Linked DNA regions of Arachis hypogaea: region 1 is linked to region 2. A link is a contact called in public Hi-C data. All regions are on one chromosome and are shown on one strand. The core of a region is the stretch at or near the end of the contact, and the rest is flanking DNA. Distances in the headings are between cores, read along the strand shown. Region 1 has its middle 13 kb from the start of LOC112755342. Region 2 holds the start of LOC112755341.

Evidence for each region. A called contact is a pair of places that touch in the nucleus more often than the background predicts.
Region 1: a Hi-C map of leaf shows a contact between it and region 2, with 1.6 times the contacts expected there. The contact joins the enhancer-like site here to the promoter of LOC112755341 in region 2. A contact is called at or near these places in 3 of 8 Hi-C or Micro-C datasets (leaf and an unstated tissue).

Annotation. Positions count from the first base shown.
Region 1 is chr16:140,305,290-140,309,204 of arahy.Tifrunner.gnm2.J5K5, forward strand. No RefSeq gene overlaps it. Among protein-coding and RNA genes, the nearest start is that of LOC112755342, 13 kb to the right of the region's middle. Within about 2 kb of position 1,697, at least 2 of the 3 cell types and tissues checked have open chromatin away from gene starts, as enhancers often do.
Region 2 is chr16:140,271,036-140,275,008 of arahy.Tifrunner.gnm2.J5K5, forward strand. It overlaps LOC112755341, which reads right to left and starts at 2,380. Exons shown (of 9, transcript XM_025803367.3): 1 at 2,077-2,380; 2 at 418-537; 3 at 218-332; 4 at 69-124. The coding sequence starts at 522.

The sequences.
Region 1 (3,915 bases), core at 447-2,946, 34 kb after region 2:
TTTGTAGTTAGCAAATTTGCTTATAAATGATGTAGATAAAAAAGATATTTTTAAAGACATTTGCTTACTTAAGAATTAAAAAAAATATTTTAAATTAAAAAGTTTAAACAAAGTGTTTTAATTAGCAATTATAAATTAGAATTAGATTTTTTTTAAATAATTATACATTAAAAATTAATAACTAACTTAATTATATCAACAATATTTCATATTAGAAATATAAAACTTTATGATATCAAATACTAAATTAGAAATTAACAAAATATCAACGGTATGAATTGAAAAAAAAAATCACAAGTAATAACCAAATAACATTAATTTATATTTAAAAAAATTTTAAATTTCAAACATAAAAATTCAAAAAAAAAAAAAACAATTTAAGAACAAATAATATTTTCACCAAAACAAATATATATTTGACATTATTCTATTAGATAGGCTTAAAAAGGGGATTCTAAAATATGCCATTCAAATTCTCAATTTTTATTCTCAATCTTTATCATCTTGCAAGTTGAGGTATCTCCTTCCGCTCCCGAATCTTCGGACTCCAAGAATAGTTGCTTGGTTGGTGTAATAGCATTTTTCAACACTTAAGATCCACCATTGTCCGCAATCTCATTGGAGAATTCAAGTAATAAATTCTGTACAAAATACTACGTTAAATAAAAGACATCATTTTCATATTTTATTTTAACTCAATAATATTTTTTAAATAAAATTAGACTTCAACTTTATGAAAACAAAAAAAAAATCTTTTGAAGGAGATAGCTACAACTTGAACACTTGAAGATTTTTGTAAAAACATAGGTAAATCTATTTAAATTTTACAAAAATATAGGTAGAATTTAAAATTTAATTTTATTATATCAAATAAAATTAAAAAATTAGCTCCATGTTAATAATTAAAAATATTTTGAAATGTGATAGTTACTTAATTATTTCACAATGATGTGTTGATATCAAATTTTATTTTAAATTTTAAAACTTTAAAATATTAATTAATTAATTATTCTTTTAGAGAAAATAGATATTAGAATTATAATTTAGTATGGTTACAAAAAATATATTATATTTAAATTTCATTAACTTATCAACATTTAATTTAAGTATAATTTAAATTTAAAAAATAAATTTAAGTTTGACTTGAATATAAAAAAGAATATAAAGTAACTACAATAATTACGTGAACTTATTTATTGCTACTAGTTATTAAGTGAACTTAATTTTTTTGAAAATATTAATTTATTAGTTTTTCTTTAAATAAAAGAGTAATATTATTATAATTAAAGTAAAATATAACTATAATTTAAAAATTTAAAAGTAACTTTTTAAGCAAATAATTTATAAATAATTCTTTAAATTAGCACAATAATATTAAAAATTAAATATCTAATAATTTAAAAAAAATATATTTAAAAATTTAAAAATTAAGCACATTTATTTTATGAATGTAGTGTGATTGGTTCATCTTGATTGTAATAGGCTTATACTCTATTCTATGGGAAAAGCACAAAGAACAAATAGAAACCAAAATGGGACATCGCGATGATAATGATATACATTTGCCGGTTACAAAAGGTAGCGCTCAAAATTTTGGAAATCAAGATTCAAAAAATGATGCCACAGTAGATCATTGCACCCAAGAAAATTTTGGTCACAAACGTGTGTCGTATACGACGCAACCAGATGCTGATGTATTTGCATTTCAAAAGTATTAGTCAGACAAATAATAAAGTCAAAAGTATTCATCAAAGTCATTCGTGCCCTTTTGATTTTTGGTGCGGGAGAGAGAAAGGTGTATATCAATATGGTGTGAACAGAGAAGTGTTTTATTTGGCTATGGAATGACACAAATTGGAGGTACCGATTTGTTTGCATTGTTTTGTTTTTTAAACAAACAATCACAAATCGGACCGTCCGATTTGTGATTTCGAAAATAAAAAAAAAATTTAATGTTAAAATCGGACTGTCCGATTTTTATTTTAACAAATAAAAAAAATAAAAAATACAAATCGTATCATCCGATTTAGAGTTTAATTTTTTCTTTAAACAAATCGGACCTTCCGAATTGTAATTTATTTTTTTCATCAAATAAATCGGACTGTCCGATTTGAATAAAACATCATATGAAAAAAAACACTTAATTTTCCAATAACAATGTATTACACATATATTTAACCATATAAAAAAAATTAGCCTCATTCGTGTATCACATGAGAAAATTTTTTTGTATCACAGTTACTTTATGAGCATTGATGATTCAATATTTCACTCACAAATCGTATTGAAAAGACAAAAAAAAATTCTAATAGTAGTACTATGGATTTAAAAAGCGATTTTTTTTGTCTCAGGCTTTTGCAACACTTCTGTTTTATGGATTAAAAAATTTAAAGATGGAAGTAGAATGAATGATATATTTTAATATTATAATTTTTTTTATATTTTTTAAAACTACAAAAAGTATAAAAATTGGATCCTCCAATTTGTGTTTAAAAAATTTAGAATACACAAATCAAACCGTTCTATTTGTATAACAAATTTAGAATACACAAATTAATTATGTAACACAAATGGTTGCGAAAGATATTACTATTTTTTTTTGTGACTATTCTACCACTAGACCACTCGTGCTTCTTTTACTATTTGTGTAAAAAATTTGGAGTACACAAATTTAAAGTACAAAAATTAGACCATCAATAGCACGCTTATGTAGATATGCAAATTAATTATGCACACAAATGATTGGAATTTTTTATTTTAATAAATAAATCAAATATAATAATTATCGAAATAAATAATTTAAAAAATATTTACCGAAATAAATATACTTCTCTTATCTCGTTTACACTGTAAACGAGATATATGTAATTTTTCAATTTCCGTATATCTCATTTACCGTATAAACGAAATAGATGTTATTTCGTTTACACTGTAAACGAGAGACGGTAAACAAAATATATGTATTTATAAATAATTTAATATACTTTTTTATTCGTCCTGGCACTAGGGTGGCCGAGCTTAGCGACTCAGAGCAAGTGGCTGTCGGAGAGGAAGAGCTATACGTCGGCCTGGATCGAACACCGCGGCGGAAATACCTGCAAAAGATACTCCGACGCTCAAGTTAGTGATAATCTCGAGTGAGAGTAATTAAGTAAGTATGAAGACTGAGAATGAAAACCTGAACCTTAGCCGAGGATATTAGCTCGGCTTTATAGGAGTTGTTTTATCCGCTTCACTGGGGATAAGTCCTAGTTTGTAGGTTAGTTATGATATTCTGTTTTGGTGATTAGGCTTGCTGAGCACATTTCTAATTTTCAAACGGGTGAGGCCGTTGTTATCTGCTTTCGGGCCGAACTTTTCGGGCAGCTGGTGTGAGGCCGATCTTATCTGCTCACATGCCGAGCTTTTCGGGCGGCCGAGGTTTGTGGTAACGTATCATAGCCCCCAAGCTTGCTTTGGTTTGGACAGAACTAAGGCGAGCTTTCGAAAAAATGATGTCATAAGCCTCGGCCGCTGAGTTGTTTGTCGTGTATATTCCTTACAGCCCCCAAGCTCGGCTTGGTTCTGTGTGGATTTTGAAACGTTTTGTGTGTTTAATTGTTGCTTTGTCTTTCGCGCCAGTTGATATGATTGACGTGAAACATGCCCCGCATTCCCAGGCACCCTTATCCGTTGGATTTCGGGGTCATTAATGCTTCTCTTTTTTGACGACCAGGATTGAATGCAAATGGTTTTGTAACCGTTTAGGCTACCAGGGTTACTTTTTATTACCTTTGCTTGTTTTGCTTTGGTCTTCTGGGTGCATCAAAATCTGGTTATAACCAGAGTATGCATCCATAAAACTCAAGGCTTTGAAACAAGAAGCGTTATCAACTAACTTATCAATGCAAGGTAATGGATATGCATCTTTAGGGC
Region 2 (3,973 bases), core at 1,130-3,629:
CACCATAGATAGACTAATACAAGTGTGAACAAACACAAACACATGAAAACAAGTTTAGGGAATCATACTTTCTTATTTCTTGCAATTCTCAATCTCTTGACCGTTCCAAATTGTCCAAAAAAACCTACAATTAATTAAGCTTCATTACAAACACATATCTAGGCTGGAAAAAAAATTATATAATATGGAAAAGGAAATGATGAAACAAGAGTTGCACCTTGCATCTCCTCCTCATAAAACCCATGTGGAATGCGGCCAATATACAACACTGTTGCGGCACTCTCCAAAGGCTTCTGTTCAGGGAGCTTGCGAGCAGGACCACCTTCCAAGGGCTAAAGCAAAAATAAAATAAAACAAAATAACCAAAAAAGAACAAAATTAGAAGCGATGTCAACATTCATTCACATTCATTCATACCAAATAATCAGGAGCCTCTGATTTGTTGATGGAAGAAGATGATGGCTTGGTAGAAGTAGCCTTCTTCAAACTCTTCTTCATAGCTTTCTTTGCCTTGGCCCCCATCTCTCTTACCGAATCCTAAGAGCGAGAAAAGTTGACACTTTCAGACACTTAATAGAAAAAAATACCGGCAAATTTTAAATAGTAACAAGTTTGCTACTTGTTGAACAGTTTTTTTTCCCCTCCAAAAGATAAAAATATAAAGACTCTTTCCAAAGAACCGAACAGAGCCAAAAACCATAGCTGGAGTACACACCAAAAAAGGGGGAGAGAAAAAAAGCAGAACATAAATTACCAGAAATCAACAACAGCACAACAAAAATGAAGGGCGAAGGGTGGACAAGCTAAGGAGAGGGATGAGAAGCCACTGATAAATGGAAGGGGTTAGGTTTTGGATTCTTAATTTTGTTTATATAGTTTCCTCTCAGAGAAAGGGCATCGATGGACCTGTCAAAAACATTTATGGAGTGTACCCATCACCTATTTCCTTAAAATTGCAAAAGAGCCCTGAAAATTTCTTTTTAAGTTTAATTGGCTGTTGGTATGCAAGCAAGCAAGCAGGCCGTCTCCCACCGCCTATTGGGGCGGTCATATACCTCTACCCTGCCCTACCTAACAGTTGGCTGGCAGTCTTAGCCCTCCGGTTTCTTTTTTTTTAAGAAAGAAATTTACTAAATCCATTAAATATTGAAAAAATCATATAATTTCACAAAGATTTCAATAAAGAAATCTGACTTAGTTAAACCCTAAACCAGCAAAGCTCAAAGCAAAAAAAAAACTGCATCATTTTTTAACAAAAATCTGACTTAGTTTTTAAACCCTAAGCCAGTAAAGCTCATTGATTTGAAAATCTAATTAATCATTAAAGGCTAATATTTCAAAATGGGGTAAAGAAAACAACTGCAAGTAGTGTTGTAGACTTTTAGATGGTAGAAAGTATTGTAGATAATTGGAAAAAAATCAATCACTAACATAAACATAACACTATTGACAGGGAAATAATTACTGGTATAAGTCTTCAAAAAAAATGGGTGACTAAAATGAGTGCAGAACCAAAAAAATCAAAAGAACATCATAACTACCAATTTATATTGCAGTAAGTCCAAACACAAAAAGAACAAACCAAGATATAAAAAAAAAAACCATAATCGAGCAGAAACTAAAGGCTTCAATTGATGTTAGTCAATAAGAGGTGCATTGGAAATTTGCTTATAGTAAAAAAATCAAACAGTTTCGAGAGAAATACCAGACCTAAGAAAAGACTAACAGCCAGAACAAAATTCAAACACTAACAGAAACAGAACACAAATGAAAAGGTGATAATGACTTATATAGGTCTCAAAAGAAATGAGGAACATAATGGAATTAAGATTACACCACTAACATATGAACATAAAATATTGCAGAACGTCTATATAGAAACCAAACAATAAAATATTAAAAAGATAATTGGGAACAAACTAATGACTTAAATTGAAAATAGTCAAGAATAGGTACATGGCCAACTTGCTTGTACTAAAAAAATCAATCACTGTCGACAGAAATGCAAAAACTAAGAACAAAATAATAGCAGAAACAAAAATACAATCACTAACAGAAACGGAACACGAATGAGACCTTTAGACGAGTGAGGGACGGCGGCGAAGGCACGAAGCAGAGGAATGGGGGAACGCGAGAGCGGCGGATTAGAAGCTAGGAACGCAGCCACAGAGGAATGGAGGGAGAGGTGCGACAGCGTCGGAGAAGAGAGCGAGAGTGCTCGCAGGTGTGGAGGCTGCTATTGTGTGTGTTAGCCTGTTAGGGCATTTAGCGCCACCGAGTAGGGTTTCTTGCAAATCGGGTCGGGTTATGGGTCTGGGTATGTTTTTTGTTTTTTGTTTTTTATTTTTTATTTTTTTTCCAAAAAACAAAGTGTTAGGCCCTCCGGGCTTTTAGCGCCACCGTGTAGGTTTTATCGTAAGGCTTGATTTGGTTAAAAAACTTGTGCGTTTGTATTTATAATTTTTAAAAGATAAGAGTGGTTTTTAAAAAACCTAAGGTTAAGATTTTTAAAGATAACTTGTTATCAAAATTAAAAAATTTAATATAATTTTATATATTAATTAATATTTAAATTTAATTTTTATATTAATATTTAATATAATATTTTTAAAATTTAAAAATTATTTTATTAAATGCATTTGTTGTATTTGTGTTTATGGAAAGTAATTTTTAATTTAATTTAGTTTAATTTAATTTACTAAACATAGTGCTATAACTTTTTTGATTTCCATTTAAAAATTTATCTCTAGATGTTCTAATTTTTAAAAAGTAAAATTTCTACTAAATTAAGTTTAAGTTAGAGTGAATTATGAGTTTGGATTTTTTTTTTTTTTTTAGTTTGTTTTAGGCCTAAAAAACAAAATGGCGTGCCCATCGGACAAGCTCATCCCAACCAAGCCTGTAGCTCAAACGGTAGGAGTTAGGCAAAATTTTTTAAGTTTAATTATTCTGTTGGTATTTATAATTTTATCAAATTTTTAATTATATTTTTATATTTTTTTAATTTAATTTTCATACTGTTTTTAATTTTATAATTAGATAATTTCTAGTATAAAAAATGTTAAAATTAAATAAATATTTTTTCACAAATAAAAGATATTTATAATTAAAAATCTAATTAGATTTGACTGCAAAATATATTTTATTAATTTTAATGTTTTTTATATGAAAATGATTTAATTATAAAATTAAAAATAATATAAAAATTTAATTAAAAAAAATATAAAAATTTAATTAAAAATTTGATAAAATTATAGAGACTAATAAAATAATTAAACTAATTTTTTATTATGATAATCTTAAAGTTTTAGTATGTCTTCCATTTTTTTTATGAGTTAAGTAGGTCAATCTGGCAGATTTCGATCCATTTATCTCTCGTATGTGCAACAAAATTTCTATACATCAAGTATTTAAAATCATTAATGTTTAATGTTCCCATAAGATAAGAATTCAAATCCACTTCACCATAAATTTAAATTTTGACCCAAAGTGGTATGATTTGTTAGAGAAAAATTTGGAATCGGGTTTTAAAAAAAATAATATATCAAAGAGTAAATAACAAAAAAAAAAGTTATGCATACATTGTTTTAATTTTTAATATTTAAGTTAAATTTTAATTTCATATACAACTTTTATAACGAATATTTTATTTTATTTTATTATTTTAATATCAAATCACAATAATTACTGCCAATGAGTTATAGCTCAAATAACATAGTTTTTCCATATTCAATTAAGAGGTTGTGAGTTCGAGTCTCTTATCTTTGGTAAAAAAAAAAATCACAACAATTACTACTACAATAATTATAATTACAATTGTTAATGTTATGTAGAAGAAGATCAAACTCTTAACGTGAAGAAGTTGATACAAGTAAAAAAATAAGAATTTAATCATCCTTAAATTAAAATAATAAGACTTACATATGATAGAAATTACAAATTTAATGATAATTAATCACTTACATTGTCATAT